2 separate regions of the Triticum aestivum genome follow, and region 1 is linked to region 2. A link is a contact called in public Hi-C data. All regions are on one chromosome and are shown on one strand. The core of a region is the stretch at or near the end of the contact, and the rest is flanking DNA. Distances in the headings are between cores, read along the strand shown. Region 1 has its middle 16 kb from the start of LOC123145061. Region 2 holds the start of LOC123145060 (protein S-acyltransferase 10).

Evidence for each region. Hi-C and Micro-C count contacts between places; a contact is called where the count stands out from the background.
Region 1: a Hi-C map of leaf shows a contact between it and region 2, with 2.2 times the contacts expected there. The contact joins the enhancer-like site here to the promoter of LOC123145060 in region 2. A contact is called at or near these places in 2 of 5 Hi-C or Micro-C datasets (leaf and root).

The regions. Positions count from the first base shown.
Region 1 is chr6D:351,417,153-351,423,466 of IWGSC CS RefSeq v2.1, forward strand. No RefSeq gene overlaps it. Among protein-coding and RNA genes, the nearest start is that of LOC123145061, 16 kb to the left of the region's middle. Within about 2 kb of position 1,444, at least 2 of the 8 cell types and tissues checked have an H3K27ac peak or open chromatin away from gene starts, as enhancers often do. A contact at or near this core is called in leaf, where this site is marked.
Region 2 is chr6D:351,358,767-351,364,836 of IWGSC CS RefSeq v2.1, forward strand. It overlaps LOC123145060 (protein S-acyltransferase 10), which reads left to right and starts at 2,029. Exons shown (of 11, transcript XM_044564368.1): 1 at 2,029-2,291; 2 at 2,382-2,496; 3 at 3,052-3,126; 4 at 3,210-3,281; 5 at 3,385-3,519; 6 at 3,625-3,658; 7 at 4,320-4,429. The coding sequence starts at 2,243.

The DNA of each region.
Region 1 (6,314 bases), core at 194-2,693, 58 kb after region 2:
CAATCTCAATAAGTCTTCTATTTTCTTTGGTAAAGGATGTGAGGAAACATCGAAGAATGCAATGAAACAGTTAGTTGGGATTGAGTCTGAAGCTCTCGGTGAAAATACCTAGGTTTACCAAAGAAAATAGGCTTTGGTAAAACCTGGTTAGTGTTTCTCCAGCGAAGCTCTCGGAGTATTTGTGATGTTCTCTTGAACGATTTGGTCGGTAAGAGCATCTCTAGTGGATCATCTATATGGACGTGTATAGCAAATATACACGATGCGAGCTAAAAAACTGCTCCCAGCGACTCGTGTAAAAGGGCGTGTAAACATCCACGCCCAGGCCACGACGGTACGAGGCGTGAAAATATACACGAGCAAGCCACGCTCGTGAGCTCGCGAAAAGGAGACCGCTGCTTTGTCCCGCGCCCGCCCGGAGGAAGGATCGGAGGAGTTCGCCCCCAGGTCGCCGTTGCGTTTCTAATATACACATCCTAATTTACACGTTCCACTGAAAAACTGGGAGGTGTATAATTTAGCAAGGTGTATATGGACGTGTATATGGAGATATACACGTCCAAATTTACACCATCCACCAGAGATGCTCTAACTAAGTAATAAATGCAGCGTTGGACCCTAAAAAAAAGAGGATCACAAGTCTTGGTAGTGCAGGCCTCTTGACCACTGCTACTTCCAGGGCTCAACAGGCTCGTAGTACATGCGATGTTTTTGTTGTTAACTCTAAACATTCCATCACGAGTCATTGTCGCAAGGACGGCAAACTTCTCTGGTTACTTACTCTAATCAGCGCGTGGCCATATATAATAAGATATCACATATCCTAAGCAAAAGCACACATAAGTATCTACGTCAGACATAGCGATCCCTTCCTCAGATAATACAATTCGCCTCGTGGCAACTTGTCCATTCCCGGAAGCAAATTGAAACTCCGTCGCCAGCTGCATGAAAGTGGCGTCGATTCCGCTAAATGGACGGCGCAGGCCCGTTCCGACGTTCCGTGGCTTGCGTGTCTCTTCTTGCCCGAAATGCGAAAATCCGTCAGCGTGTAACCTAACCACGATGCAGGCTGCGTCGTTGAGAGGCGAGGCATGGATTTTATTTCGACAAAATCGCGTGTGATCTCGTCGAGTTTTGTGTGTGTACCTTTCAAGCGTCGCTGCTGTACAGCTGCAGCTTCAGACTATAGTTAAAATAAAACAGTCCAGCAGGGCCTGAGCGCACGTCCAGAGTAGTATTGCACGACTGGACAACTGCAAATTCCGGGTGCTGTATGAAAGATTTTAAAACGGGTGGTACGCGGCCACATGTGGCCAGCAGATTTCAACGGGCCACTCGCTCAGAAAAAAAAAGATTTCAACGGGCCACGGACGAACACACGAGGGATGGACTGGATCAGGCAGATTCCGGATCCGCCCGGATCCCCGGACGTGGCCATCGAGGCGTCGAATAGCTGGCGCTCCGCTCGCGCCTCGCGGCGTGCTCCGACACGCGCTCGCACGAAGCATCCGTCACCGTAGTCGGCTTCTTGCTCTCCTTCCTCCGTGCGGGTCAGCGTTCGGCGACGCCGCGATGCGAAGGAAGCTGCGAGGCGGAGCGCGTTGCCGTGGCGTCGGGATACGAAAATGCGACCGTGCAGGGCTGCTGGTTGGGTGGGTACCCGACCGGATGCTCCCGAGTTCCCCTGGGCGTAGACAGACTCCTCCGGTCTTCGTGTGGCAAACTAAATTTACGAGCTATGGCAAATTAGAGCATCTACTACTACTTTCGTCCTAATTTATTAGTCCCTTCGCATTTTGACCTTAAATGATTCCCATTGCAAATTAAACTTTGTCAATGATTCCCATTGCATCACCGGGTATGTCTCGCCCAAAGAGGGGACGCCATGGTGGTTAACAGTAGTCTATGGGCCGCAGAAGGACGATCACAAGATCAACTTCTTGAATGAGTTGTCGGAGCGCAGATCGCTCAGCCCAGGACCATGGCTAGTCATTGGCGACTTCACTCTTATACTATACGCAGCAGACAAAAATAACTCCAATTTGGATCGGAGAATGATGGGGAAGTTCAAACATTTTGTGGACAATAACGCGCTTAAGGAACTCTTCTTGCATGGGCGTAAATTCACGTGGAGCAACGAAAGGGAGATGCCCATGCTCACTAAGATAGATCGTGTGTTTGTCTCCGTGGATTGAGAACTAGAACACCCGGATTGCTTGCTGCAAGCCTTATCTACCGAGTACTTGGACCATTGTCCGCTACACCTCACGCTACAAGAGCCTATGCATGCTAGGAGGAGGTTCCGTTTTGAGAAATTCTAGGTCAAAATGGACGGTTTTTTGGACGTCGTCAAGGAGGCTTGGACATGTGATCCGGATATCACAGACCCCTTCATGCGTCTAGATATCATGCTTCGAAACACGGCCAGAGCAGTCGCCGCATGTGGTCAAAAGGAGATAGGAAATATCAAGTTGCAAATTGCCATTGCTAATATAGTCATCATGCGGTTCGACTGTGCTCAGGAAAACCGTATTCTTACGGAGGAGGAGAGATGGCTTAGAAGAACCCTTAAACAGCCTGTGCTAGGGCTGGCATCCTGTAGCGCCCAAGATGCGATTCTATCACAATCACATGATGAATTCATGATTGGGGCACAATCGCATTTCGAGCGCATAGCAAGATGGATATCATTACAACATACCATGTACTGAATAGATGAGAATACAAGGTAAAGGCTTATACTCGCCACAAGCTACAACATGAATACAACAGTACATCAATACACAAAAGAGCAGGATCCGACTACGGATGAAATCAAACAAAAAAGAAGAACACTATCCACCCTGCTAATCGTAGGCTCCCCGACCCGGAACCTATCCCTTGATTGAAGAAGGAGAACTCCAAACAAGCAAGCATCGCACTCGCGTCGGACCATCGCATTACCTGTACATGCTGTCATTGTAGTAATCTGTGAGCTACGAGGACTCATCAATCCCATTACCATGGGTATCAAGACTAGCAAAGCTTAGTGGGTATGGAATGTATAAGTGGTGAGGTTGCAGCAATCACTAAGCATTGTATGGTGGCTAACTTACAAGTACAAGAATAAGATGAGAAACTACGCAACGGTCGCAAACTAGTAATGATCAAGAAGTGATCCTGAACTACTTATGTTCAAACATAACTCAACCGTGTTCTCTTCTCGAACGCACCCGAAAAGAGACAGTCACGGTTACGCACGCGATTGGTGTATTTTAATAGAGTTTAGTTTAAGTCCACTACAACCGGATATTAACAAATTCCCATCTGCCACATAACCGCGGGCACGGCTCTCGAAAGTTTAAACCCTACAGGTGTGTCCCAACTTAGCCCATGACAAGCTCACGATCCGCGGAGACAGTCCTCCATCGCGGGAACCTCCGATCAGACTCGGAATCCCGATGCACAAGACATTTCGACAATGGTAAAACAAATCCAGCAAGACCTTTCGGCGTGCCGACACCCTGATAGTAGCCGTGCGTATCTCGTTTCAAGCCACGACCGGATGAGCGACGCGTACAGGTGCCAAAATAACCTAGGTTGCCTTGGGGCGGCCCCTCATAGTGCTCTAGTTTGGACCAACACTCATGAGGAGCACTGGCCCGGGGGTTGATTAAGTCCTCGGGGTCCGGAAAGTCCCTATGCAAGTTTTAGTTGTTATTAGGTAAATGGAAAACCAATGTTGGGCCTTGCTGGAAGAGTTTTATTCAAAGCGAACTGTCAAGAGGAGCCCATAAACCCTCACTGTGTTAGGGGCGCAAAATTAAGGAACATAACACCGGTATGATGGAAACTAGGGCGAAAAGAGTGGAACAAAACACCAGGCATAAGGCCGAGCCTTCCACCCTTTACCAAGTATATAGATGCATTAATTAAATAAGAGATATTGTGATATCCCATGATATCCATGATATCCATGTCCCAACATGGAACAACATGCAACTGCACCTGCAAGTAGCAACGCTATAAGAGGGGCTGAGCGAAGCGGTAACATAGCCAAACAACGGTTTGCTAGGATGGTGGAAAAGGTTAGAGGCTATCATGGAAATTTAGGAGGCTTGATCAACAAGTGGTAGGTAGCGCGACATAGTGATAGCATCGAGACAACTAGCATAGCAAATATAGTAGTGAGATCCAAGGTGAGGGTCATCTTGCCTGAAATCCCGCTAGGAAGAAGATCGAGTCCATGAAGTAGACGAACCAACATAGTCGAATGGATCCTCACAATCGCAACGTAACCGGAACTATCGAGAAGTAACACCAGAAAGAAGCAAACAACATGGTAAACACACTAGCATAAACATGGCATGATGCACAATCAAGTATGATGCATGTCCGGTTTAATGAGTCATGACATGGCGAAGTGCAACAGACAATACTATAAATTAAGTGGAGCTCAATATGCAACGAGTCGCATATTGACGAAACACCACATTCAAATTATTTGGTTCACTCTCGGTTATGTACCCATCAATATTAAATGTTGGTTAACATGGCAAGAGGTGAAGCACAATAAAATTACCTATCTAGGCAAGTTTAAATGAGGCCGGAATGACAAACAACAATTCCGAAAAATCCCCATATGCATATTTCGAATTTGCCACTGTTCTTCCCTAAACCATATTTTAATGCTGTTAAACAGGAATATAAAGTGCACCAAGTTAAACTATATAAAGTTTATTTAAAACCGAGCTACCTTTTAAAAGTTATGAATTAAACCATTTTAGCATGGCATTTAGCAAATTAAATGCAAACATCATTTTAAACATGGAGGAAAGTTGGATATTATGAAACTAGATAAAATTCTAAGCATTTTACATATATGAAGTTTTTACATGTGATGCACTGTTGGTGAATTATGATATGCATGAGGTGCAAGGGCTTTTCTGTAAAACAGGCAGTCTCTGGATAATGTCTAAATTTGCAGCAGGGAAAAAAACACATCGGTCCGAATCTAGCTGGCCCAACAGTGCACAGGGTGAGGCCGCTGGATCTGATGCTCACCAGGCCTCATGGGCCGGCTCGATGGGGAGGCTGGACGCGGGCTGGGCCTGATAGCGCTGCGCTCGGTCAACGCGCGAACGAGACGAGCGGGTGAGCTGCTGTTGCTCGTTTCTGAAGAACAGAAACAGCAGCACACCCATGGCAATGCAGAAGACGACGACAGCGGGACTTGGCGAAGTCGGGGCATCTCCGGCAAGGCGAGGACGGGGCGGCGGAACTTGGTGCGGCGTCCCGCTGGAAGACGAACGAGACTGCAGCGAACGATGATCGTTCATGAGAAGAAGAGAAAGACAGTTAGAGGAGAAGGAGAACCACGGGAAAAGGAAAAGGGCACGGGGCAAGGGGACCTGCTGGTCCGGCGGCGGGGTCCTCGGGCGCTCGGGATACGGATCCGGGCGGCGGTGGCTTGCCGGTGTTGGCGAGCTCCGGCGATGACGAATAGCAGAAGGCCGGCCTTGGAGCGCTGGTGTTCGAGGCGAGGAGCATCTCCTCGAGGAGGAGGAGCGCGCCATGGGAGAAGAGCCTGGGGTAGAGGAGGCCATCAGCGCGGGTGCAGAGGCGAGGCACTCGAGCTCCGAGCGGCGAGCAACAGAAGTGGTGCAGGGGCCTGGATGGACTGCTCCGGCGACCGGCCGGCGAGGTCGGACGGCGGCCTGGGTCTGGGGGTAGAGGAGAATCTTGGGCAGTGGGGCTCGATCATGGGTGTTTCCTCGATCCAGAATGGACCGAGCGCCGCGGGAGGCTGCAGGAGGTGGCTGGCTCCGGTGGAGTAGTGGATCGACAAGGAGGAGTTGTGGCTTGCTGTGGTTGGACGGCGGCGGAAAACAAGGAAGGTGGTTGGGCTGAGATTTGGGCAGGGGAGATCCTGAGGGGAATGGAGAGAGTGGCGGCGGCGGAAGGGAAGGGTGGACGGGATAGGCTAGGACTAGGGTTAGGCTGATTATATAGTGAGTGGGTTAGATAAGGGGCTAATTGGACCTTCCGATTTAGATCGGACGGTCGAGAATAAATAGCTTAGGGGAGTCTAACAAAGAACCGAAGATATTTTAGGGATGTTTGGGGATGATCCGGACCCATCGGTGACGACTGCCCGGGTCCGCTTCGGGGGAGTTTCGGACGCGCACGCGAGGGGGTTTGGGAGAGTTCGACAAAGACAAGGGGGCCTGACAAAAAGGTCAACGGAGACAAAGAGAGAAGCGACAACTACGAACAACTACAAGTTTTATGAAAACATGACGGTAGCGGAGTGCCAATGCAATGCGAGTGAAACG
Region 2 (6,070 bases), core at 779-3,278:
TACTCTGTTTGTTATGAACCTAATATGTAGAGAGGCAAGCATAGAAGCGCTCTCGAAGTGGAGTAATAGTAGTAGATGCATGGAGGAGTCGATCCTCATGCCATGAATAACGTCATAACTATGCGATTTTCTATCAATTGCCCAAGAGTAATTTGTCTACCCACCGTATGCTATTCTTATGAGAAAGATGCCTCTAGTGAAAATTATGGCTCCCGGGTCTATTTTAATCATATTGCTAAAACAAAAAATACTTTGCTGCAATTTTATTACTTTTATTTCACTTTAAATTTTATTTATCTACTACTATCAGATTTAAACCTTGTAATTAACGAGTACAAGGGGATTGACAACCCTCTTGCCCGTGCTGGGTGCAAGCATTTGCTCTTGTGTGTATAGATATTGCTAAAGATCGTTTGCGTGAGTCTCCTATTGGTTCAATAACCTTGGTCCTCTACTGAGGGAAATACTATCCGCTACTGTATTGCTTCACCCTTTCTCTTTGGGGAAAATCCCAACGCAACTCACTAGTAGCATTACTCTGAGAGCCATGCAGATTGGCCGCTCCTGCTAGTCCTCGTGTACCGCCATCGCGCTCCATGTTCCAGTCATCTAGCCGTGCTAATAGCAAGTATAATAAGGTGACATAAGTAGGTTATAAGGTCTAAAGTATTATGTCTTTGCTTAGTTGGAGGAGAGAGAGAGAGAGAGAGCAGACTGTAGAATAAGAGCCGGCTATAACACGAGACCGAAGACACTTTGTGAGATTGTAAGGTGAGCCAATTATTAGTAAAGTACTACACATTTAGAATTTACTATTGTATACAAGCCAACTATTATGTCGACTCCAAATGACATGACAACTTCTTATAACCATGCTCTAATGTTTATACTTTTATAGCAGTCTGATCCGTATTTTTTGAAGAGTGCTCATTATTGAACTCTGGCTATACTAATGCAAATGTCGTGCAAAGCTTGATCCCGATTTGTTACGTTTTAAGTAATAAGAGCATCCCCTAAAGAAAAGTAATAAGAGCATCTCTAGAAGATCCCGTGCAAGTCCAGCGAAGTGCGTTTTCGTGGCCGTTTTACAGGAGGGGCCAAAAAAGGGCCCGAGCGGATCCACTAAAAAGGGCCCGACACGTACAACTTTTACAGGCAGCCCGTAAACTACCCTCGATTCCCCCATATATGTGGGTGCCGGGGCATTTTTGGGCTCCCGTCCCGCAATCCCCCACCCACCTCCGCCGCAAAATTCTTCTTTTGGCGACAAATGCCAACACCTCCGGTGACCTTTTGCGATGCATTTGACCGCCTGATCTTGCCGGAGATGGCTTCCACGAGTTCCGGGCATGGCAGCCGCGGTGGGCTCGACGGCTGCAAGCGGCGCAACGACGACGAGGCCGACAGCTCCTCCCTCCGTCCTCCCGTGTCGGAAAGGCGCAGGGAGCAGGCGCGCACCCACGACGCGAAGTCCCGCAGTGCCGGAGTGCGGGTCCGTCGCCTCGGGTGGCTCTTTGATCCGTCCATCCAGCGCCTCAGGGCGGTCGAGCGCGCCTGGTGGGAGGTGAAGGAGGCTGCCGCCACCGAAGATGCAGTTGCGGCCGCGCGCCTGCCGGCGCTCCGGGAGGAGTACCAACTCGCCTCAACCCTCTCTGGCACGCTCATCTACAACACCCTCCACGACAACGAGCCCCCGCCTCGCGAGGACGACTCCGGTGACGACGATGACTTCAGCGAGGAGTAGATGCTAGTATGAAGTATCTAGTCTAGTAGTTTAAGTTTGAACTACCTATCGATGTGCTTTGTGCGGAACTATCTATCTAGTTGTATGATGAACTATGCTTGTATGATCTATAACGCTAACTAGATGTTTCAAATCGAGTGCAAATCCGGCCACGTTTACCGGATCTATTCTATCGAGGAGGCCGACCTCCACAAAATTTATTTATAAGATACTGTAAACGAAATTTGCAAGACGCCGGTATACTATGCTCTGCATCTCACGTGGATGGATCCAGTTCCCAACTAACACCTTCTCGTCCTATCCCCACTTCCAGCTGGCCCCCATCCACTTCAATAAGACAACATAGTCCTGTCTGTCACGTGGCCCCCACCACCCCAACGGACCCCGCTTCTTCCTCCGGAAAACGTCGTCTCCGGAGCACCAGAGTCGCGACCGCCGGTAGCCCTCCTCACTCCCGCTTAACCATCCTCGCCGTCGGATGCGACCGCGGCGGCCCCAATGGCGTCCTCCTCCGCCGCCGAGCCAGGCGCCCGCCTCTCCGATCGGAGTACGCTCTCCCTTCGATCCCCCCTCCTCAGCTCGATTCGGTCCCGGGTGTTTGCGTCCTGATCTGGTGTTTGGGGTTTCTCTTGCGCAGCGAGGAGGTCGCCCCTGGGCCTGAGGGCCATGGTTCTCCTGATGCACGTGGTCTTCGTCGGCGCCGTCTTCCTGCTCGATTCGACCCTCGATAGGCGGATCCACGAGGAGCCGTGGTACAGTTCCCACCTTATTTTGCCCACCAGTTCAATTTTTTCTTGGTTCAGTTCCAAATTTAAGACGCGCTGTCGATTTGTTATCACTTTCTTCGTGAGGCGTTCGAAGCTTCGTTCCAGTTCTAGGTATCACTCTAATGATTGTTTCCCCTGTTTTAAATAAACCATATAATCTGGTATAATTCTACGAGGAAAGGTAGCTTTTGGGGTGCTAGCGTGCTAGTTGTCCGCGTGCCACCAGCTATGAAGCATAAATCACGCAATTCTACACAGTGATAATAACATGCCCTTCTCAGAAGTCAAAGCACTCTATTGTATATCTGAGTGGTATTTGGTAGTTTGTTGTAGTGCTGTTTTTGCTTGACTGTTTCAGCCAGAGTGTAGGCATCATGGTTATTTAGACTCTGGTCACTAGGAGAATATGTTACGCCATGATCCCCCCCCCCCCCCCCCTATTGCACTATAAATCCCTGTTCATTCTGTTCTTACTTAGGATGTGGACAGTTATCTTTTTTTGGTTGCTGAGGATCTTCATTTGGTATCATTTTATTACAGGTATATTGGAGTGTATGGTGTGCTTGTTCTGATCACCTTAGCGCAATACTTCTACACTGCTGGTTCATCTCCAGGGTATGGAATAGCCTTATTAAATTTGTTTACACATTATTGATTGAATCTCGAAGTGCCTGACTTTGGGGCTCCTGTGCCGTCAGCTATGTTATTGATGCAATGCAAGCCAGTGGTGGGATGCATGCAACCTTCATCAATACTGCCACTCTTTCAAAGTAATGTCGTAATCACCATAGCATAGAAGTGTTGACAACCTATCTGAGGTATACACTGATACTTATACTTTCTTGTGTGTGTGTTTTTGATGATTAAGAAAAGACAATCCAGTTCAAAACATGGAAGCTTAAAGTCCTCCACAAACCGGCCTGATCTAGAGAAACTTAGACCAATGTCTTCTTCATCGTCATGGTTGCATCAAATTGTGGATCTTTATCCTCCTGGGTCAAGCAACAGGTAAAGCTCGAGAATTTGTTTTTTAGGGTATATGCAGTAGTAAAATCCTTGTGTTTGCTCACTGTCATAATATTAGTTTAACATTCTTCTATATTCTCTTTGTAGGGATTGGACTTGCCAATATTGCAAAATTATCCAGGTTTTGTTTTATCTTCTCAATTTATGGTGCTAAAGCTTTCATAATTATGACATGCAAATGTTCACTACGTCCGTTGTACAAAATCATCGGATTGAACTTCACATCAAGTTTGAGTTGGTGACACGAAAAACAAGGATTTTTTTTAGCCATGAGTTATGTCCACGTACCTTTGGTTGTATTAAACTAAACTCCTTACGTCACTGGTTAAGAATCGTTAAGTGGATCTATAAGAATTCAGGCATTAGAATTATAGTTGATTGTAACGTGATACAGTTGAAGTAGTCTATTTGCAGCCTTTCCGTCATACTTTTGCTCTAAATGGTTTCATTGTATTGCCTATTAAAGACCCATTTAGGTGCCCTAAGGCTATGACGAGTATCTTTAGGCTCCCTGAGACCATCCTGAGTGTCTTCTACACCCTGATGCTATGTCGGGGTTTCTAATTCCTAACTAATTAGCAAAGTGGTGGGCACACGACTTTGAATGCTACAAATTGAATTAGTACTGTCTCATACATTACTAAAATGTTGTTTTTCACATGTCTTTGTGTCACACTGATCTGTGTGATCCACTGATCCTACGTCCTACTCTTCAAACTTTTTCCATGTAAAGCTTTTGCTGATTGTCTAAGTTCACTTTTCCCTACATTACACTTTTGCAGCCACCTCGTACCAGGCACTGCCATGATTGTGATAAATGCGTCCTTCAGTTTGACCATCACTGTGTTTGGCTTGGAACGTGCATTGGCAAAAAGAACCATTGTCGTTTTTGGTGAGTTTTGGCATGTATATTTCCTGCATTATATTTTTTACATGTACATAATGATTATGTTGCCTGGCATGCACGTTCATTTGTTTCCGTTGTACACCGTCTATGTTCTACTGTGCACTCTGCAGAATAAATCTGCATGTGTGTTTATTGGCTTGCTTCTGGACATCTGGTGCTGTATCAACATTTTGAGGAGCATGCTCTATGCATGCACACTGCATAAGGCTTGATTGGTGTGACTGTCAATGCATATCCACCCATGCTTTGATTATATGAGCAAACAGATTACACTTCACCTGGTCATGATTTTCTGGATTTCGTTTTTATCTCCAACATGCAACCTGAACATCTTTGATTTTATCATACACTATTCAGTACTAGTAAGTTACATGCGCCTTGCATGTGAGAGTGAAGTGCGAACAGATATCAACATACCACATTATAATAGGCAAACTATACATTTGGAGTCACACACAAATAAATTTTAGATGTATGTTTTAAGTTTCATCGCCCATCCCATTCGAATTCAAAGTATAATTACATAATATTTGATGACAAATTGGACTTCGGAAGATGCTGCATTAGCTTTGAACAAAAAAAAACAGAAATAAAAAATAAAATAAATGCCACTTCTTTTGGAAGAAAAAACTTGGGAGAACTGACGTATGGAAGAGTCTAGAACAAATGAGAAATGTATGTGTTACGTGCATATTGTACAACTAAATGATAGAACAAACATGAATGGTGTTCTTTTAACAAAGAAAACCTGGAAAATTGAAGTTTGGAGAAGTCCAGAACAAAGGAGAAGTGTCTTTGTTTTCAGGTTCGTGCATAAGCACAGGTGTAGTATCGTCTGGATTAGTACACGTGGCATAATCAAATGTGGTGGAGAGAATATCCAACAGCCAAGACTACTCGGATTTGCCACCTCTCAACCGTTGGATCGGCTTCATCCAACAGCGGATAATCATTGTTATTCGTACACTATATAGTGGTATAGAAACAATGTATGCACATAATGTTCTGAAAACACATTTTGATTAATCTGTTTCTGTTATTTTCATGTGGCTAATCTACTTAAGATATAGCCGAAGTTGAAGTTGATTGCACGCTTTGCACAGGGCATCGATTTGTGACTGAAAGTAAATGGGACTGGATATAGACTTGATTTTACATATGGATTGTAAAATTTAGTTGTAAGAGTTAAGTTGCCATGTGCAGTTACAAGTCAATTTGTTCAAAACTGTCAATACTAGGTAGATGATCTGAAATATTTGAACTGACGTGTTAGATGATGGATGAACCCTTTTCTTTTAGAGAATTCCTTATTTGACCCTTTCTTAAATTTTGCTTCCCAATTTGGCCCTAAACAAAAACTTCTTCCCTTTTTGACACTATTTACAGTTTGTTCCCTATATGACATTTCCGTCAAATCTGTTACCATTACATCCATTTGACCTGCCAGTATTTTCTTCCATGGACCAAAGTGCTCCTAGCTGTTAAACACCAGAAAGAAAGAAAAAAAAGGAAGAGATGGATTGATCGAACCTTTCTCTCCTCTCCCCGATCCCTGACCGAATCCTCTTCCCTTTGATAGAACTCGCTCTCTCCCCCGAGCACATAGCAGCGGCGGTGCGAGGCTAA